Linked DNA regions of Mus musculus: all the other regions are linked to region 1. The links are chromatin contacts, called in public ChIA-PET, HiChIP or PLAC-seq and promoter capture Hi-C maps. All regions are on one chromosome and are shown on one strand. Each heading gives the region's core, a stretch centred on a gene start, on an enhancer-like site or on the middle of the called end of the contact. The rest is flanking DNA. Distances are from core to core; before and after follow the strand shown.

Region 1 (3,068 bases), core at 96-2,595:
TGAACAAGAAACTATTGGTGTTTCACACTGCATTGTGGGTCTCCATTTGTACTCAGTAACGTGATCAGAATGGAAATGTTAAGGACATTTTCCCCCAAAGTTCAGACACTCCCACGGTTCCAAGGAGTACCCTGAAAGGGAAGATCTTCATCATGGTGTCCCCGGGTACCCAACAAGAACAGTCAGCTTGGGGAATCCACCAAGCCTCCTCTCAGTGCATAGCCTGAGGCAGCCTAAGGGGCTTCAGGGGCTGCTAGGAGGAAATCCCCCAGGTTAAGGCTGAGGGTGGTGGTGGGGCCTTGTCTCTTTTCCTATCTAGGGCAATCTGGCTTTCCTGACGCTAGGGAAGGGATCCAATATTCTGGCCTGGTAGCCCTCCCACCTCTCTAAAGCTTTCCTTGGGGGTTCCCCCACAAGGATCTGCAAAACATACCACACACACACACACACACACACACACACACACACACACACACACACACACACACACTTCCACCCCTGCTCCTTCTTGTCCCATTATAACCTCGCTCCTAGAATGCAGCACATAGCCTGTGAGGTTGGTTGTTCCTGCCCAGGGTGTGATCCTGCTGCACAGGCTGTCTCCCATGCCTAACTTCTGCAGACGACACTGAATTATTCTCCCCATTCCACAAGCCACAAGCTCATAGGCTTTACTCCAGCCCTGGTCCTCCTTCTCCATGGCATGCTACCTCTGGTCCTCCCATAATCCTTCTGCTCTCCCCACTCCCTTACAGTGACCCCCCCACTGCTCCTCCGGGGGTGGGGTGACCTCAAACGTTTCTTCTTCCGGTCCCCTCCTTGAGGCTAATTCCCTTGGTGACCTCTCCTCACCCCTACCGGGAGGTGCTCCCCTACATAACTGTCCGGCTGTCAGGGTCCTGCTGTCTTCGGCCTCGCCCCATCTTCTGCCACCTGCCCACTTCCGCCACTGGGCACCGCACGCATGCAGCTAGGAGCACACCCCCAACCCGCGTGCCGGGGGAGCACTTCTCTACTCCCAGCCCAGCCCAGCCCGGCCCGGCCCCGGGATCTCCAGGAGCAGTCTCACCTGTGGTCAGAGCAGAGCTAGGAGCTGTCTGCTGCGTCCCCCGCGCTGGAGTCGCAGATAAAGGGGTAGCGGCCACGCCCCAAGCCCGGAGGGCGGCGCTGGGCACCGGGAGCTCAGCCGCCTCCGCCAGTCTGCAGCTTCTCGCCTGGCGTTATGCAAGCTCAGACTGCAGGAGGGGTCACTCCACGACGCATCCCGGGACTTCCTGCGGCCACAGTACAGTCTGAAAATAGAAGGCCCAGAGAACCTAGGCTCAGATAAGAGGCTGCAGACTCCTGCAGAGTTTACCCACTTCCCCAAAGCGCAAGCTTCGCTCTGTGATAGTTGCAAGAGAGTCGGATGAGTGTCCCAAGAGCTCTGAGGCAAGCTTGAGCTCAGCACATACCGCTCATGCCTCACAGGGCTACTGTAGTCCAGATGTCGCTCTCCCTGGGGAGCTGCGTCCCAAACTGGGCTCTCTGGCTTATCAAAGTCTCATCCCGTGATCTCTGACATTTTCCCTGTCCTGATTTGTCTAGATCTCTGTCAGAACAACCACTCCTGGTTGTCACATCTTCCAGGTATGGGACCAGCAGAGAAGGTGAACAGCCCAGTGGGTTTTTATAGGCAGGGTATGCCTCCAATAAATACTTTCTTACAGTGCCTCATGTGCCTGCCCCTTCTGTGGTGTTCATACCTAACAAAAATGGAGTACCAGACCGGGTCTTGAGTAAAGAGGCCTGATTGGTAGAGGCTAGGGCCCTGTCCTTTACTGAGCTTTTGAGTCTAGAGCCCTGACACATTAACAGGATTGAAGCCTGTTGCTACCCCAGCTCACCCTGCGACCTTGGACAAACCTTGCTCTTTTGGGCCTCAGTGTTATAGAGATGGCAGTACCACTTGACAAGGTGTTTAGGTCAAACGGTGGACATGAAGGTCTTTGGAAACTGCAAAATTTCCCTCTGTACTGTGATGAGCATATTATCTTAAGAGAATTGTATGTGAGAGACTGGCCTCTCATTCAACAAATTCAGACAAACGCCCACATTTCCTGAATCCATGGGGCAAGCCGACAGGCCTGCCATCCCGTGCCTACTACTCTGGAGACTGAGGCAGGAGGATTATTTGAAGCCAGGAGTTCAAGGGCAGCCTGGGCAACATATGGTGACTGTGTCCTGATAGGATGAATAAAAATGAGAGACTTTGCAGACAGTGGTGGCAGCGGTGGCACACGCCTTTGATCCCAGCACTCAGGAGCCAGAGGCAGAGGCAAGGGATCTCTGGGTTCTGGGCCAGCCTACTCTATGGAGCTAGTTCCAGGAAAGCCAGCGCTAAACAAAGACATCCCATCTTAAACAAAACAAAACAAAACAAAACAAAACAAACAGTAAGGACTTAGAAGAAGCCTCGGACTCAGCTTCTATTTTTGGCAGGAAGGTCAAGCTCTCACTGCTTTGATTCTTTGTTTCCGGTTGGTTTGGCTTTTGTCAGAGGTGGTATGTTTTTTGTTCATTTGTATGTTTTTAAAGGCAGAGTCTCACCCAGCTCCTGCTTGGAGCTCACAAGTGAAGCAGAGGCTGAGGTCTCCGGCATACACCACCACATCCTGTCCCCTCTTGGTTTGTTTTCAAATCCACGGTTTATATGTAATGTTCTTGGCCTGTGGCAAGCGGTGAGCCAAGCAGTTGCCATGACGACCTCTCTTGATCTAAACCATCCCCTGAAACAGGTTCTGTGTCTACCACTCTACACAGTGGGGAAGCGAGCTCTGAGCAGCCATGGGGCCTTCTCTATGACCTTCTTCAAACCTCGAAAGTTCCTTTGAGGTGAATGTGGTGGCCACTGTTTTATGGGTAGAAAAGTCGAGGCCTAGAGCCGGGAAAGGTGCATCCAGGCTCAGGCGGCTGTAGCTATGTCCGGTTCCGGCTCTGGGAAGTGACTCAGGAGGTTTGCCTGCAAGAGAGAAGTCGTTTGGCCATGACCCTCTGAGAGCCCAGCAGTTGTGTGAGGACTGTGGTTA
Region 2 (3,115 bases), core at 473-2,972, 380 kb before region 1:
CCTGGAACTCACGCTGTAGTTCAGATTGGCCTCAAACTCAGAAATCCGCCTGCCTCTGCCTCCTGAGTGCTAGGATTAAAGGCGTGTGCCACCACGCCCAGCTAACCCCAGCACTCTTTTTTTTTTTTTAATTTTTAAAGATTTATTTATTTATTTTATGTATATGAGTACACTACAGCTGTCTTCAGACACACCAGAAGAGGGTGTCAGATCTCATTACAGATGGTTGTGAGCCACCATGTGGTTGCTGGGATTTGAACTCAGGAGACCTTTAGAAGAGCAGTCGGTGCTCTTAACCACTGAGCCATCTCTCCAGCCCCCATAACCCCAGCACTCTTGAGGCAGGGATAAGTATATCTCTGTGAGTTTGAGGCCAGCCTGGTCTACATAGCAAGTTCCAGGCTGGCCAGGGCTACAGAGTGAGATCCTGTCTCAATAAAACAACAACAACGACTCCGTCAGCATAAAATGAGACACTCAACTTGTAACTCGCTGGACCACTGCCATCGAGGTGTGAGTGGTGTGCCAGCTGCGTGTGGTGGCTATGCTTGGTTGTCGACTATATCTAGAATGAACTGAAACCCAAGAGATCTTAGACATGGAAGGAAAAAGCGCTTGCTCTTTGCCTGCTGGCCCTCACTCTCACTGGCAAGTTTAGTCCTTCACGGGTGCTAGGACCGGTTCCTTTAGGATTCCAGTGTCTACTGACGGCCAGCTGAGACACCCTGCCTCGCGGACTGAACAACTACGGGATTCTTGGGATTTCCATTGGGAGTTAGTGATTGTTGGGCTAGCTGGGCTAGCCTGTTAGTCACTCTGAAATATTATACATATTCTATCAGTTCTTTCTTTAGAGAACCCTGACTACTGCATTCTGGGAATTCATCTTAACGCATCCCTTAATAACCTTAGGAAGAGGCTGGAGAAATGGCTCAGTGGTTAAGAGCACTGGGTGCTCTCCCAAAGTCAGGACCACATGGTGGTTCACAACCATCTATCACAGGATCGGACGCCCTCTTCTGGCGGGCAGGTGTAATGCAGATAGAGCACTCTGATACATAAAACAAACAAACAAACAAACAAACAAACACCTTGTGAAGCTCCAGGCCCTCGCTTGCTGTGTTTAACCCTCAGTGGAGCCTAACCACTTGCAGTTCCAGTTGGGGTAGCGTCCTACCTCCCCACCTTCTCCAAGATCCCCCTCACAAGGTCCCCCCTCACAGCCCAGGGAACTCACTTTGAAGACCTTCTCGTCGGCAAATCTGATGGCACCAAAGGCCATTGCCTCCATCAGCACCATCACGGTCAGCTGCACCAGGTTGACCTTCCCCAGGACAGCGCCCGCTGAGATCAGCACAGGTAAGGTGCTCATGGTAGCTATCTGGATGCTGAAAAGCGGGATTAGGAGGCAAGTAGGAAGGGGAGGGAGAGAGAGGGAGAGAGAGGATGAGAGGACGAAGAAGAGTTCTCTCTCTTCAGGCCCCGCCCACAGGAACGCTACAGAGGCAGAGTGGGGCTGTCCTGTGCTCCATCAGGGCGGCACCTGTGGTCTGAGTTTTCTTTGCACAAAGACACGATACAGTGATGCTGGGAGTCTCAGAGCCTCTCCTACAAGTCACTGCGACTCAAAGTGGCTTTTTCTTCCTCAGGGACACAGCTGCCTGAATTTCACTGCCACCTCACACTTCCTTTCTGCCGTGGCCACTCAGATGCTCAGTAGAGGGCGCCCGTGTACCTGCTGGCCCACCACCCAAGCGGCTCATTAATCTTACGGAGCATCCGCCAGTAAAATAAGAATGACCTATTGGTTTCCCCGGAGCTGGGCCAGGGGTTAGAAGGAAGACATTGTATATGCATATATAATACAAAAATGATTAGCAATGGCAAGCACTTGAAGAGGAAACTCGTAAATTGGGGCAGGCATTATGAAGACTGTCAAATCCTTCCTCTCCTGGACAAGTGTGCAGGTTTGGTGTTGGGATTCGGGTAGAGAAAAACATTGTTGTTGTTATTTTGTTTTGTTTTGTTTTCAAAGTGATTTTGGTTGGCTTGGGAGACACGGGGCTTCCTGAGACAGCTGTGCCAACTGGGCTTATCAGGGAGGGCCTCCAGGGGGAGGTGGCACTGAGCTTTTCTCTGAAGCCTAGGAATTTAATGAAGCTGGCATCCGGATGCTGTTTAGAGGCTGCGGAGATGTCCAAGGTTAAAGGTCAGCCCTCCATCAGCAGGGATTGCTAGGTCGGCACTACGTTCTCTGTAGTGTACAAGAGGCTAGGGAGTCGGAAGGATGGCTAGTACCTACTGATAACAAACATGAGATTCAGGTCCCAGATCTGAAGCCAGATCTAAAGCCAGAGTCCACTCATCTGCACACAGCCTTCCTAGCAATCACTGTTGTTCATGAGGCTCAAAGGTGTGAGGGGAAGGTAAGAGAAGGACATGGGGAAGAGGTCCTGTGTGGACCAGGAGTGACTCAGTATGTGGGGAATCTCGGTGGTCACTGCGACCAGACAGGCTATTCTTGATGAGTGAGTGCTTACTGCTCTGACAAGCTCAGTACAGAAATCACTGGGCAGTGGGCAGTGTGGGAAGACCCTGACATGGGGTGGTTAAAAAGCCTGATTCAGCCGGGCAGTGGTGGCATGTGTTTTAATCCCAGCACTCCAGAGGCAGAGGTAGGAGGATGTCTGTGAGTTCGAAGCCAGCCTGCTCTACAGAGTGAGTTCCAGAACAGCCAGGGCTACACAACAAATGAAACTCTGTCTTGAAAAAATAAGGGGGGGGGGGGGATTTTAAAAGGCTGACTGAGCAATATCGGGACCTTGGATGACTTCCTGTCTAGGATAGAGACAACACCTGGGGAGTTCCGGTAAGAGCAGAATTCTTGAACACACATCAGACACAACAAGGAAGTTGATCACCGCCTGGACTTTCTAGGGAGTCTTCTGACCCCCCACTACCACATAAAAGTAACAGCATACTTGTAATCTCCACACTCAGAAGGCTGAGGCAGGAGGATCTCTTGTGAGAGGAGACCCTCAACTGAGGAACTGTCTCCATCAGATAGGCCTGTGTGTATGTCCATGGGGCATTTTCTTCCAGGCCCCGCCCACCA
Region 3 (2,993 bases), core at 369-2,868, 300 kb before region 1:
AGCTGTGTGGTTTTTGGCAGCAGGGTTGGAAAACGGACTAGAGGACAGGGCTTGAGAGCGACCTTCTGTCCCGGTGACTTGGGGCCTCAGAGGAAATAAATTCTGGTGGCTGGAGCTGGAGAAGTTGGAGCTAGACTCGGTCTCTCACTTCCCCCAGTCACTGAGCTTCTCTCTAGGCCCCAGCCTCCATTTCTCTCAGTCACATCTCTTACAGTGATGTTTACCAATGTCACCTAGCCCAAGAAGGTCCGTGAACATCACCTGCATTGGTGATTTGTAGGCTTCATCGACTGAGGCTTGCTCTCCTTTGCTGTCTTGCCCAAGCTGGCCTCAAATTCCTGGGTTCAAGTGGTCCTCTGGCCTCAAGCTTCTGACATAGCTGGGACCACAGGCATGCACCACCATAACTGGCTTTATCTCAGGTTTTCCGATAATAAACCATAGGATCTGTGGCCAGGAGAAGCTCAAAGGGGACAGAGGCAGAGCAAGCACTGTGCTGTCAGGAAAGGTGAGGAAGCCAGCCAGAGAGAGAAAGCAGCCAGCCAGCAGGGCAGTTGGCTGGCAGGAGCTGCCCCTGCCATGAGTCTGTGTGTTCTGGGCTGGTGAGAGTCAGAGCTGCCTCTGAGGCCCAGGTGGATGGGCATGGCTCCCCACAGGGACCACGGGCTCCCTCACCATCAGGCAGGGATAATAACTCCGTCCCTCCTTGCTGTGGCCTGTACTAAGTTGTGGCCAAGAGCAGAAGTGTCAAATATATCTGGAACTCAGCCTCCTGCTTTCTACAAGAACAGTTGTCCTGGTTAAGAAGAGGGACAGCTGGGGGAAGTCAAAGCCAGCCCTCAGGTCTGGTGGTGACACAGGACTGTCTTCCTGTGTCAGTCAGGAAAATCTAGGGCTGCTTGTTACTACAGCCAAAAGGACTTACACAGAGAAAGTGCCTGCTCAGGTCCCCTGTGGCCGAACTCCAGGCTAGAGATCAGGAACCTAGGAAGGAGATTCAGGACCTTGCCAAGGTCCAAATATGCATGTCTCTGCCTAGTTCCTATGTTGACATCCCAGCCCCCAAGTGATGGCACTGGGAGGCGCGTTCAGCAAGTGATTAACTCTGGAGCCACGCCCTTTTCTCAGGACAGCATAGAGGGAGACTGCTCTAACCAGTTACCACATCTGAGATGTTTTCCTCCTGAACTTACCACGTGTCAGACAGTTGGGGGGAGGGGGGACACCCAAACACTTCAGTTTCCTGGAGGGGACAGTCTAAAGCATACAGAGACTAGGAGCTTTTACAAAAAAAAAAGAGGACCTCTCCCAGGCAGGCTGGGGGTGGGGTGGGGGTTCATGATCCCAGCTACTCAGAGGCTGGGGGTGGGGGGGCGGGAGATGCCATCTCAAGGCCCCAGTGGGCTACAGAAGTGAGTTCTCAGGCAGCCCAGGCAACTTAGAGGGGGCAGGTGACTCAGATTAAAAAGGGAAGGGAGCTGGGGATCTAAGCCCAGTGGCAGAGCATTTGCCTAGCATGTGTGAGCGCTGCTTCAATCCTTAGCTGCAACAAGAGCAGACCACTCTTACATATGTGCTAATATGTGCTTACATATGTGCTTACATATGTGCTTACATATGTGCTAATATGTGCTAATGGTTCCCCACAGGCATAAAGCCCGCTGTGCAGAGGCCGTGTCCGGTGGGAGGGATGGGGAAGAAAGTGGCAGGAGCTACCTCCCCAGCTCCTGTAACGAAGTGAGGGGCAGATGCTGCCTGCCAGGTTGTCAGCAAAGATGAGTTACCAGGTATTGACCATGCTCAGGAAGAGGAAGACAGATGTTACCTCAAGTTGTGGGCTGGAGAGATGGCCCAGTGGTTAGAGCACTGGTTGCCCTTCCAGGGGACCCAAGGCTCATTCTCAGCCTCTGTGACTCCACTGCAGGGGCTCTGTTGCTCTCTTCTGGCTTCCATGGGCACTGTCACATACACAGCACAGCACACAGACACAGCACACACACACACATAGCACACACATACACACACAGCACACACACACACACAGAGCACAGCACAGCACAGCACACACAGACACATAGCACACACATACACACACACACATACACAGCACAGCACACACACAGCACAGCACACACACACACACATACACACACACAGCACACACACACACACACACAGCACACACACACACACACACACACATACACAGCACACACACACAGCACAGCACACACACACACACATACACACACACACAGCACACACACACACAGAGCACAGCACAGCACAGCACACACACACACACAGCACACACATACACACACAGAACACACACACACACAGAGCACAGCACACACACACATACACAGCACAGCACACACACACACATAGCACACACATACACACACAGCACACACACACACAGCACACACACACAGAGAACAGCACACACACACACACACCTACACAGCACAGCACAGCACACACACACACCTACACAGCACAGTACAGCACACACACACACATACACAGCACAGCACACACACACACACACACACAGCACACACACACACACACACACACATAATGAGGTAAATATTTTTCACTTTTTAAAAAAAAAATTATGTATGAGTGCTCTATCTGCATGTACACCTGCATGCCAGAAGAGGGCATCAGATCCCATTATAGATGGTTGTGAGCCACCATGTGGTTGCTGATAATTGAACTCAGGAGCCCTGGAAGAGCAGACAGTGCTCTCAAATGCTGAGCCATCTCTCCAACCCATATTTTTCACTCTTAAAAAAACTTTTATTGGGGTTGGTGAGATGGCTCAGTGGTTAAGAGCATTGGCTGCTCTTCCAGAGGTCCTGAGTTCAATTCCCAGCAACCACATGGTGGCTCACAACCATCTGTAATGGGATTTGATGCCCTCTTCTGGTGTGTCTGAAGACAGCTACAGTGTACTCATATACACAGGATAAATAAATCCTTTA
Region 4 (3,016 bases), core at 76-2,575, 430 kb after region 1:
TTCGTTCTCACCTTCCCAAGCAGAGGGCTGGGATTATATGCATATACTAGCATGGCTGACTGGGGTTCCCCCCAGGGTTTGCTCATTTGTTTGAGACAGGGCCTCATGTGGACCAGTGCGGCTTTGAACTCTCTGTTCCCAAAGAGGGTCTTGAACTTGTTTTTTTTTCTTAAGTTACATTTGGTGAGTGTGTGTGCCTGTATGTGTGTGCACATTCCTGCATGTGTGCATGTGTGTGCACATGTATGTGGATACTCGTGTGTGTGTGTGTGTGTCCCACGATGCACGTGAGGACAGCTTGTGGGTTGTCCCCTTCCACCATGTGGGTTGAGAAGACTGAGTAGTCAGGTTTGACTGCAGACAACCTTTGTCCACTCCCTAGCCGTGACCTTGAACTCTGATTCTCTAGCCTCTACTTCCTCTGAATGGTCAGATGATAGGCATGCCCAACCCTTCCTTTTCCCAGCTCTGGAATGTAACCTAGGGCTTCAGAGGTGCTAGGCAAACCCTCTACCAACTGGGGGACCTCTCAGCCCTGGGGTTCACTTCAGACCTTAAGGAGCAATCCTTGCTTATATCTCCAAGTATGACATAGCAAGGCTGTTTTCAGACCTAGGGACCCCAAAGACCCTGCTCACCTAGCCCCCAACAGCTATACCCAGAGTGAGACATAGGCCCACTGCCCTAATTCTCTCCCCACTCCCTACCTCCCTCCTTCCTAAGAAACTGGAAGAAACAGAACTTTGACCTGCCCTGTGGCCCAGCAGTGACTCAGGTTTTATAAGGGGGCATAGATGAAAGGGCCTGAGGCCCACAGATGTCTGACTCAACTCCAGGACCACTGCTGGTTGTTACCAGTGTCTGGGATAGAGTTTGTGGGGCCTCTGACAGCCTGTGAATAAGGATGGGGAGTCCTGGATGACCCCCAAGACTTCCTTAGCCAGGGTCAGTTGAGAGCAGACACACATGGACACCCTAGGCTCAAACTCAGCTCCTTACAACAGCCCGACCCTGCCACCCTCACTGAAGCTGTGTTCTCTCCCCTGGGATCCCCCACTTTGTCCCTTACTCAGCACCACATAAGTAGCCTCCTCCTCACAGAGTCCCCTGTCTTCATCCCCCCAGATCGCTCGTCATTGGCGGCAAGCGACAAAGCTTGAGCTCTAACCGATTTGTTCACTCATTCATTCATTCAGTGCTAATTATTTGGGGCCAAGTGCCAAGTCCTGGCCAGACTCACCCAAGGCTAGCTTTCTTAAGAAGCTGATATCCCAGGAGTCAGATGTTTGGAAGGTCCCATGGGCTTCAGCAAGGCCACAGGGAAACAGCTTGGGGGAAACTGAAGGAAGGCAGTCCGCACAGGGTTGTATTGATGACGTCCCAGCAATCAGCTCCATGCCATTCTAGGCCCAGCCCAACCCAGGGACAACACCCCCTGATGGCCATTCATTCCTTAAGCATGTGGTCATAGCTTCTGCTTGAATACTTCTAGGGACAGGGAGGTCACCTCCTGACAGTTCACATGTCCCATCCCTAGACAGTCAAGATGGCTAAGATGTTTTTCATGTGTGTTGGAATGTGCCTGCCTATAGCTCCCCACTTTTGCCTTTGTCTGGAGACACACCCCAGTAACCTAGCTACCACCCCTGCAAACACAAGGGCCTGTTCCAAGAGCCCTCTCTTCTCCACGTCTACAAGTGGATTTGCTAGCAAGGTGACCTGTGACCTCTAAGCAAGGTGTGTGGGTATGGGAAGGGAGAGGCTGAGGGGGGTGTGGGGGGAGCGTGGGAAAAAAATCTCAGCTAACCCAACAAGTCCTGGGATTCTCCCCGCTTACCTGTGAGTCACCCCCAAACTAGGCCAAACCAGTCCACAGGCCCACATGCTGCCAAACACATGGCGCATCAGACAGGCATTCACAGAGTCGAAGACCCACCACATCACACAGCACAGAAATACAGAGATACCCGCCTAGACAAACGCAGCCAGGAACACACAGCAACACACACACATGGTCACACACCAAGAGACACAAACACACAGGGGCTCTGTAGGCGTGCAAGCCACACGCTCCACTACAGAACACACAGGCACCACAGCACATGTATGCACGTATCTCCGGAACACACCCATTCAGCTCACAGCCAACAAACAAGCTCTCTCTGCTTTGCAATCCATCTGCCCTTGAATAGGAACCTGTACTTGGTGCACGCAGAGCTCACACATTCCCGCGTGCTACCCGGCTGTACTCTGCCCTTTTCCCCACATTAGTCAAACCTGCTTAAAGAACCCTCCAGCAGAGAGTGGGTCCAGAAGGACAGTGTCCCTGAGAGTCACCTCCTTCCTCTCTAGGGACCTCCTACATTCCAACTCCAGGCTGTATTCACCTAGACCCCAATCAACCAGAACCCCATGTCCCCCACCTCACCCTCCTGCCTGTTTCCCATCTGCTTCTAAAACCAGCTCACTTTCCACCCCCTCGTCCTTGTACAGACTGCCTTCCTATGCTGGGGTACCCTGGCAGCTCTCAGGGCCAGTTTGGATCACCCGTGTCCTCCTCCCTAGGCACAGAACTGGCACACCAACCCCTACCTGGACCTCCTTGCTTTGGCTTTGTTAAGGGTGCTTTTAGATCCATAGTATGTTCCACACAGCAACCACAAGTTACCCTGTGCTCTGCACAGGGCCAAAGAGACCTCTTTGCAAGGTGTGCAGCCTTAGGGGGTTTGGGGAGGTGGCTAGGGTGTAGACAGACCTGGGTTTGAATTCTGACTGGCTGGTTGGCTTTGGGCAAGTGACTTACTCTTGCGGAGCCTCAGTCTCCTGCTCTCGTTAGCTGGGGTTGATGGGAAGGTTAGCTCCTAGTCTGTGGATTAAAGAAGACTACACTTACACTTGAAAAACAAAGCACAGATGACTGGCGCCTCTGCCATCAGCAGCAGCTTCTCAGAGGCCCCTCTGGTGGCCTAGGACTCGCCTAGAGAGGCCTCAATTTCATTCCTCCTTACTGAGTTAT
Region 5 (2,742 bases), core at 236-2,735, 430 kb before region 1:
TAAATGTTTATTTCTGTAAACTGAAGTGTTTGATAAACTTTATAGCACAGTTATCTAGACTACTAATCTTGATACAGAGTCTGCACACAAGCTCAAACTTACCTACTTTGTAACATCAAATTGCCATGTTACTTAACAGAAAGGCCAGTCAAAACCCATTTTTGAGTAAATCATGAAAAAAAAAAATGTGTTTTGACTTCACCCAGCTAGTAGGAAAGAGTGAGCCTCCTCTCTCTTGACCACCACAGCCATAAATGGACTTTAGTTCAGGTTACTGCACCGGTCACATCCGGCATGGACTTTACTCACAAGGTGAAAGGAAATACGTGAGAAACTATATTCTACCTAACTACTAACTAAACAAAAAACTCTCTCTCACTTCAAGAAATCTCAAAAGACTTCCAGCACCAAAACAAACGCAGGCCTAGATGTTAAGATGTCCTGGGCCTAATCTTACGAAATCCCAGCTAAACTGCTCAACCACATGACTCCCTGGCTGACTCACAGCGCGCTGAGGAAGTTAAACGCGGGGAGGAGCTGGGGAGGTGGCTCGGTGATAAGCGTCCAGAACTCAATCCCCAACACCACCCCCACCAAGGGCACAAACCTCAACCTGATAAAACGCACCTTTCTCACTCAGGCGAAATGGGGTTCTACTCCTGCTGCGCGACCTGGTTCTGGATCTTTCCCTCCACCTGGGGCGATCCTCGGGGTACACCGTCCGGCCGAAGCCGTAGTAGCGCCGCCCTCTAGTGATCGCGTAGTACGACCACCGGTGCTGCGACCTCCCGCGGGAGCGCGACCTGCTCCGGGAGCGGTAGGGCGACGGCGACTTGTAGTACCTCCGCGGCCGCTCGTAACGGCTGTCGCGGTGATAGCGGTGGCTGCGGGAGCGCGACCGGCTGCGTGAGTACGAGCGTGAGTAGCGCCTGTACTTGCGCTGGTGGCGCCTGCGGGACCGGGATCGGGACCGTCTGCTCCTCCGCGGCCGGCTGTGGCTGCGCGAGGACGAGCGGCTAGAGCTGCGGGAGTCGCGTCGGGAGCTGCGGGACGAAGAGCGGCTGCGGGAGCGCGACGACAGGCGGCTGGAGCGGCCCGAGCCCGAGGTGGACGGCGAGGCTTTCTCCTGCGGAGAGCCGGGCCACATGTCGTTCACGTATTTAGACATGGCGGCCGAGGACATGGCTCCCTTCTGAAAACGGAGATCGGTCCGCAAACGCAACGGCGTCTAGGAACTACAGAGAAAGTCAAGAGTCTATCATCCAGGTGGGGCGCGCAGTGCCCAGTGCGCGTGCGCGACACCCCAGGGCGAACCGGTCCCTGACCAAGCGGCCCCACTCACCTTAAACGGATGAAGAGCTCGCGAGGGCGAGAGAGGCCAAGCGGGCACCTTTCTCTGCGACCAGGAACCGAAGCGGGCGAGGTTCCCGATTCCAGCGACCGGAGAGCACAGGAACCTCCACTGCCAAAGTCCAGACTGGGACTGAGCTTAGTGGCGACGTCAGCATCGAAAATACTGGAAGCTGGCGCCGAGCATGCGCACAGACATCCGTGCGAAAGGGCGGGTCCCACTCTCGTCCAATCGCCAAGCGATGTTGGCTGCGCCTTGGAGACACGCATGCGCGTCAGTTGTCACTCCACCAACGGCCGCGCCTCCTCCCCATCCCCCACTCCCGCCCGCCTTCTACATCCGGGTATTTTGAGGATTTGTTTACTTCAGGGTTTTTTGTTTGTTTGTTTGTGGGGTCCTTGGCTGCTTTTGGATCTTGAGTTTTTTTTTGAGACAGGAGCTAGCTGTGTACCCCTGTCACGCCTCGAACTCGCGGCAATCCCCATGTCTCTGCTTCTCAGCTAGGGGGTCTGCGCCACCACGCCCAACTTTGTTTTTCTTTGTTTGGTTTGGTTTGGTTTAGTTTGGCTTCCTTTCCTGCTTTCGATTTTGAAATTCGGGAAAAGGAGAGGGTAGCAAAGAATTTAGCCGGCTCAAAAGCTGGATCAAGGACACAGAGGACAAGTCGGTTCCCGTGCCTCGGTCGTCCCCGGGTCATGTGTCGTCCCCTCCCTCCCCCAGCCGCTGCCCAGCTTCCCTTCTTGGCTCCTCCTATGGTGGAGATTGGGAGGGGTATCCCTGGACCCCGAAGATATAGTTTTAATTTAGAAAGGCTGCTTTAACGGCCTTGTTTGAGCTAATTAAGGTAATTTGAGGTCGAGACAGGAATTCCAACGACCACAGTTGACCTTTGAGGAGCAACAGTGATCCTTGATTGTGTGTGTGTGTGTGTGTGTGTGTGTGTGTGTGTGTGTGAGAGAGAGAGAGAGAGAGTAATTTGTGTGTACAGGATGCCACCGAAGACAGAGCCATTGTGGGCCACCAAGTATGGGGGTGTTGGGAACCCAGACTTTGTGCTAGGCAATGCAGCAAGTGCTCTTAATAGTAAGCCATTTCCTGAGCCCGATAGGTCTGTTCTAAGACAAGTGTGATTAGGACAGGACATTTAATCTTATTTCCAGGGCAAATTCCAAACACTCAATGTCATGAGGCATATCTGACCTTGAAAACTGTGGGTAAGTGAACAGCACTGAACGAAATAGCTATTTCAATATTGGGAGATGGTGTTCTTAGAAATTAGGCAGGGTTTTACAGAAGCTCTGGATTTTAGAGGGAGATGACAGAAATAAGGACTCTTTGTTCGTGCCTCCTTCCTCCTCCTTCCCCAATATACAGCGAAAGTGAAGAAATAA
Region 6 (2,767 bases), core at 214-2,713, 320 kb before region 1:
ATCTTGAGTTAAAGTACACAGGGACTACTCATGGAGTTAGATTCTTGATGAGGCTCTTCATTGGCTTTTTTCATATGTGCCTCCCTTCATAAGCACACACATTCATTTATCCTATCTCTTAAAGCTGAATCGAAGGCCACTAGTTATGGGTGTGTTTGTTGCGTCTAGAGTTATGACATTGGCCTGATCTGTTCTATTCTGATTACTGAGTAAGGACACTGAAGGACACAGTGTGAGAATCAGTGACACGATGTGTAAGAATTCCGTGAAACTTTAGGAACATAGTCTCTATTTCCAGTTGTTTTACCCGTCCCTGAGACACATTCACACAGCAGATTCAGCATCAGAATGGCTGGGGCCCAACACAAAGCATGAGCACATTAACCGTCCAGAGCACAAGGGCTTCTCCAGAAAGCACTATGACACACAGTGCTAGAGTGTGCCTTGAAGAATGGGTAGGATTTTCTGTTCCCATTGCACAGTTACAGGCAGGTGTCAGGAAACAGATCGGTAGCAGGGTTCATTAGGAAACTTGCCTCAGTTGCATGTCTGTATAACTTAGACATGGTTTTCAGATTCCCCTTTGCCACTAGAAGCAGGGTATGGTCTAGAAACATAGAGGAAAGTTGCAGAGCCAAGGGTCCTGACCCCCCTGGTCCAGGAGTCCAGCCAGCAGCCCAAAGAGACATGGTGGTGCACGACTCCTAGAGTGGCTGCAGAGCCAAGTTTTCTCTTGGTGAATTCTTATTAAGATCAGTTTGAGCTGGGCGTGGTGGCGCATGCCTTTAATCCCAGCAGAGGCAGGTGGATTTCTGAGTTCGAGGCCAGCCTGGTCTACAAAGTGAGTTACAGGACAGCCAGAGCTACACAGAGAAACCCTGTCTGGAAAAACCAAAATAAATAAATAAATAAAAGAAAGAAAGAAAGAAAAAGAAAGATCAGCTTGTTCCTCACAGATCTTTCTCTTGTCAAAACTCACTACCCTGTGCCTTAAGCATCCCCTCTGCTCACAGGCAGGCTTTATTTAAAAAAAAAAAAAAGGTACTTCACAGCACCATTAAACCTTTAAACTTCTGAGAAATCTTTGCCTTGGTCTGATTCCAGGCAATCACCAGAGAAATACAAACATTTAGATTCTGGGTCTCCCTAACTTCAGATATTTAAAATATCTGTCCAAGTGCAGGCTGGCACTTGAGAACTTGGGGGTGTTTTTCTTATCTCGCCTGCCTAAGGCTGTCATCTGCATTCAGTTCCTTCAGTCAGTTTGGAGATTCCCCTTATTAAAATGTAAATCTTTTCCTCTTGAATTTAAACAGCTATCAACTACATAGAGTTTGGCTTGGGGTTAGGATTAGGGAATAACTGAGATTAGGGGAAGAGATAGGACTAGAGTAGGTAAGAGGGCCCTTAGCTTTCAAATCCACTTCCTAGGTGCCCTGCAGCCTGACCTGAGGACCGTTGAGAGAGCTTCTGTAGGCGGGTCCCGTCTCTGAAGAGCTAGGTGAGTGCTTCAGAGCTTTGGGCTGGCTATCAGGTCATTGTGACCTGTAACTGGTTACAACTAGACAGAAGTACACAGAATTTATGCCAGTGCTGGTCCCACCAGCCAGCCCACAGGGGCTGGGCAAGCAGGAAGTACATTTGCTTCCTCGCTAAAATTGATGAGGTTGTAGCACTTGTAGGAAGAGTTCCTTAATCCCTCAGAAGCCCTGGTAGGGCAGAGCAGGCTTAGCTCTGAGAGATGGGAGTCCATGATGGTAGGGAAGTACTGTCCTCTACCCTTTGATCCGACTGGAATTTTGAAGGTTGTAACTATTACCTATATTTGTATCTTGTTTCTCTCTATGACTTGCTTCTAGTTTAGGTAGCTATTGGCAGTTAAATTGAGTGTTGTGCATACATTTGAAGATGTTGCGTTAACCTCTTAACACTATTTAATCAGAACTTCTTTCTTCTCATTAATACATTATACATGTGTATTTTACCTAGAGAAGTATTGACCTTCAGCTCCAAGGGGGTTAAGTGTACCATTAAGACAGGTAGTCATATCTGCTTACTAAATGTCCCTAGCACCTGACTGTCTCAGTTCAGTTCAGCTTGCTAATTCACATATTTCTCCTAAAATTTCCAGCATCCATCATTCTATTAAGCAGATACAACAATTGAGCCACGTCTTATAAAATTAGAAAATGGAGTGGCCAGGCATAATGATATACATCATCAATCCCAGTACTTGGGAGACAGAGGCAGGCAGGTCTCTGTGAGTTCAAGTGCAGCCAGGATTACATAATAAGACCCTAGCTAAAAAGAAGGGGAAGAGAGCCTGTGTAAGTAAATTATACAGTAAATGTCCTTATATACTCCCCGTGTGTGTGTGTGTGTGTGTGTGTGTGTGTGTGTGTGTGTGTGTGTGCGCGCACGCGCGCGCACATATATATCACATATATATAAGGTATGGCGTGTGAGGTAGAGGGCAACTTCTGGAAGTTGGTTCTCTCCTTTCATGGTGTGGGTTATAGAATGCACCTTCATCCACTGAGCAGTTGTTAGCACCATACAGTAGAGCACCGTGCAGTAGTTTAAGGAAAGTGTCTGAGTAGGTGAAGGTGCAGCTGATATTCAGGCTGTATGTGTGTTAACCCCCTTCATGATAAATGTATTACATGCATGGAAAGTGGGGAAAAGGCTCGTAGGGAAGAAGTACATCAGATGCAAGCCGAGTATGATTTGATTCAGCCTAAATGAGAGGAGTGTGAGTTGTTTACAC

What was found. Promoter capture Hi-C pulls out the DNA fragments that hold promoters and counts their contacts. ChIA-PET counts read pairs in DNA pulled down with a chosen protein or histone mark. HiChIP or PLAC-seq counts read pairs in DNA pulled down with a chosen protein or histone mark.
Region 2: a contact with region 1 is called in an H3K27ac HiChIP or PLAC-seq map of regulatory T cells, with 5 times the contacts expected there. The contact joins the enhancer-like site here to the promoter of Paqr7 in region 1. A contact is called at or near these places in 3 of 115 datasets of contacts at active chromatin or transcription factors (bone marrow-derived macrophages, large pre-B cells and regulatory T cells) and 1 of 9 other capture datasets (pancreatic islet).
Region 3: an RNA polymerase II ChIA-PET map of memory CD8 T cells shows a contact between it and region 1, with 223 read pairs. The contact joins the enhancer-like site here to the promoter of Paqr7 in region 1. A contact is called at or near these places in 1 of 39 promoter capture datasets (pre-B cells), 1 of 484 Hi-C or Micro-C datasets (nephron progenitors), 4 of 115 datasets of contacts at active chromatin or transcription factors (acute myeloid leukemia, bone marrow-derived macrophages and memory CD8 T cells) and 3 of 9 other capture datasets (adipose tissue, liver and pancreatic islet).
Region 4: a contact with region 1 is called in a promoter capture Hi-C map of pre-B cells, with 3 times the contacts expected there. The contact joins the promoter of Crybg2 here to the promoter of Paqr7 in region 1. A contact is called at or near these places in 2 of 39 promoter capture datasets (the 3T3-L1 cell line and pre-B cells) and 2 of 115 datasets of contacts at active chromatin or transcription factors (large pre-B cells and pancreatic cancer cells).
Region 5: an RNA polymerase II ChIA-PET map of memory CD8 T cells shows a contact between it and region 1, with 446 read pairs. The contact joins the promoter of Rsrp1 here to the promoter of Paqr7 in region 1. A contact is called at or near these places in 3 of 39 promoter capture datasets (hippocampal neurons and liver), 3 of 484 Hi-C or Micro-C datasets (CD4 T cells, CD8 T cells and neutrophils), 7 of 115 datasets of contacts at active chromatin or transcription factors (bone marrow-derived macrophages, embryonic forebrain, large pre-B cells and 4 more) and 3 of 9 other capture datasets (adipose tissue, macrophages and pancreatic islet).
Region 6: an H3K27ac HiChIP or PLAC-seq map of embryonic stem cells shows a contact between it and region 1, with 9 read pairs. The contact joins the enhancer-like site here to the promoter of Paqr7 in region 1. A contact is called at or near these places in 1 of 484 Hi-C or Micro-C datasets (nephron progenitors), 5 of 115 datasets of contacts at active chromatin or transcription factors (bone marrow-derived macrophages, embryonic stem cells, large pre-B cells and 1 more) and 2 of 9 other capture datasets (adipose tissue and liver).

What each region holds. Positions count from the first base shown.
Region 1 is chr4:134,495,038-134,498,105 of GRCm38.p6, reverse strand. It overlaps Paqr7 (progestin and adipoQ receptor family member VII), which reads right to left and starts at 1,345. Exons shown (of 2, transcript NM_027995.3): 1 at 1,070-1,345.
Region 2 is chr4:134,878,163-134,881,277 of GRCm38.p6, reverse strand. It overlaps Rhd (Rh blood group, D antigen), which reads right to left. Exons shown (of 10, transcript NM_011270.3): 3 at 1,238-1,388. Among named protein-coding and RNA genes, the nearest start is that of Rhd, 15 kb to the right of the region's middle. Within about 2 kb of position 1,722, at least 43 of the 459 cell types and tissues checked have an H3K27ac peak or open chromatin away from gene starts, as enhancers often do. A contact at or near this core is called in bone marrow-derived macrophages, pancreatic islet and regulatory T cells, where this site is marked.
Region 3 is chr4:134,794,871-134,797,863 of GRCm38.p6, reverse strand. No RefSeq gene overlaps it. Among named protein-coding and RNA genes, the nearest start is that of Ldlrap1, 28 kb to the right of the region's middle. Within about 2 kb of position 1,618, at least 45 of the 459 cell types and tissues checked have an H3K27ac peak or open chromatin away from gene starts, as enhancers often do. A contact at or near this core is called in adipose tissue, liver and memory CD8 T cells, where this site is marked.
Region 4 is chr4:134,066,761-134,069,776 of GRCm38.p6, reverse strand. It overlaps Crybg2 (crystallin beta-gamma domain containing 2), which reads right to left and starts at 1,325. Exons shown (of 20, transcript NM_001162970.1): 1 at 1,241-1,325.
Region 5 is chr4:134,922,368-134,925,109 of GRCm38.p6, reverse strand. It overlaps Rsrp1 (arginine/serine rich protein 1), which reads right to left and starts at 1,485. Exons shown (of 5, transcript NM_023665.3): 1 at 1,343-1,485; 2 at 628-1,235. The coding sequence starts at 1,183.
Region 6 is chr4:134,816,682-134,819,448 of GRCm38.p6, reverse strand. All of the region lies in intron 6 of Maco1 (macoilin 1), which reads left to right. Among named protein-coding and RNA genes, the nearest start is that of Maco1, 35 kb to the left of the region's middle. Within about 2 kb of position 1,463, at least 6 of the 459 cell types and tissues checked have an H3K27ac peak or open chromatin away from gene starts, as enhancers often do. A contact at or near this core is called in embryonic stem cells, where this site is marked.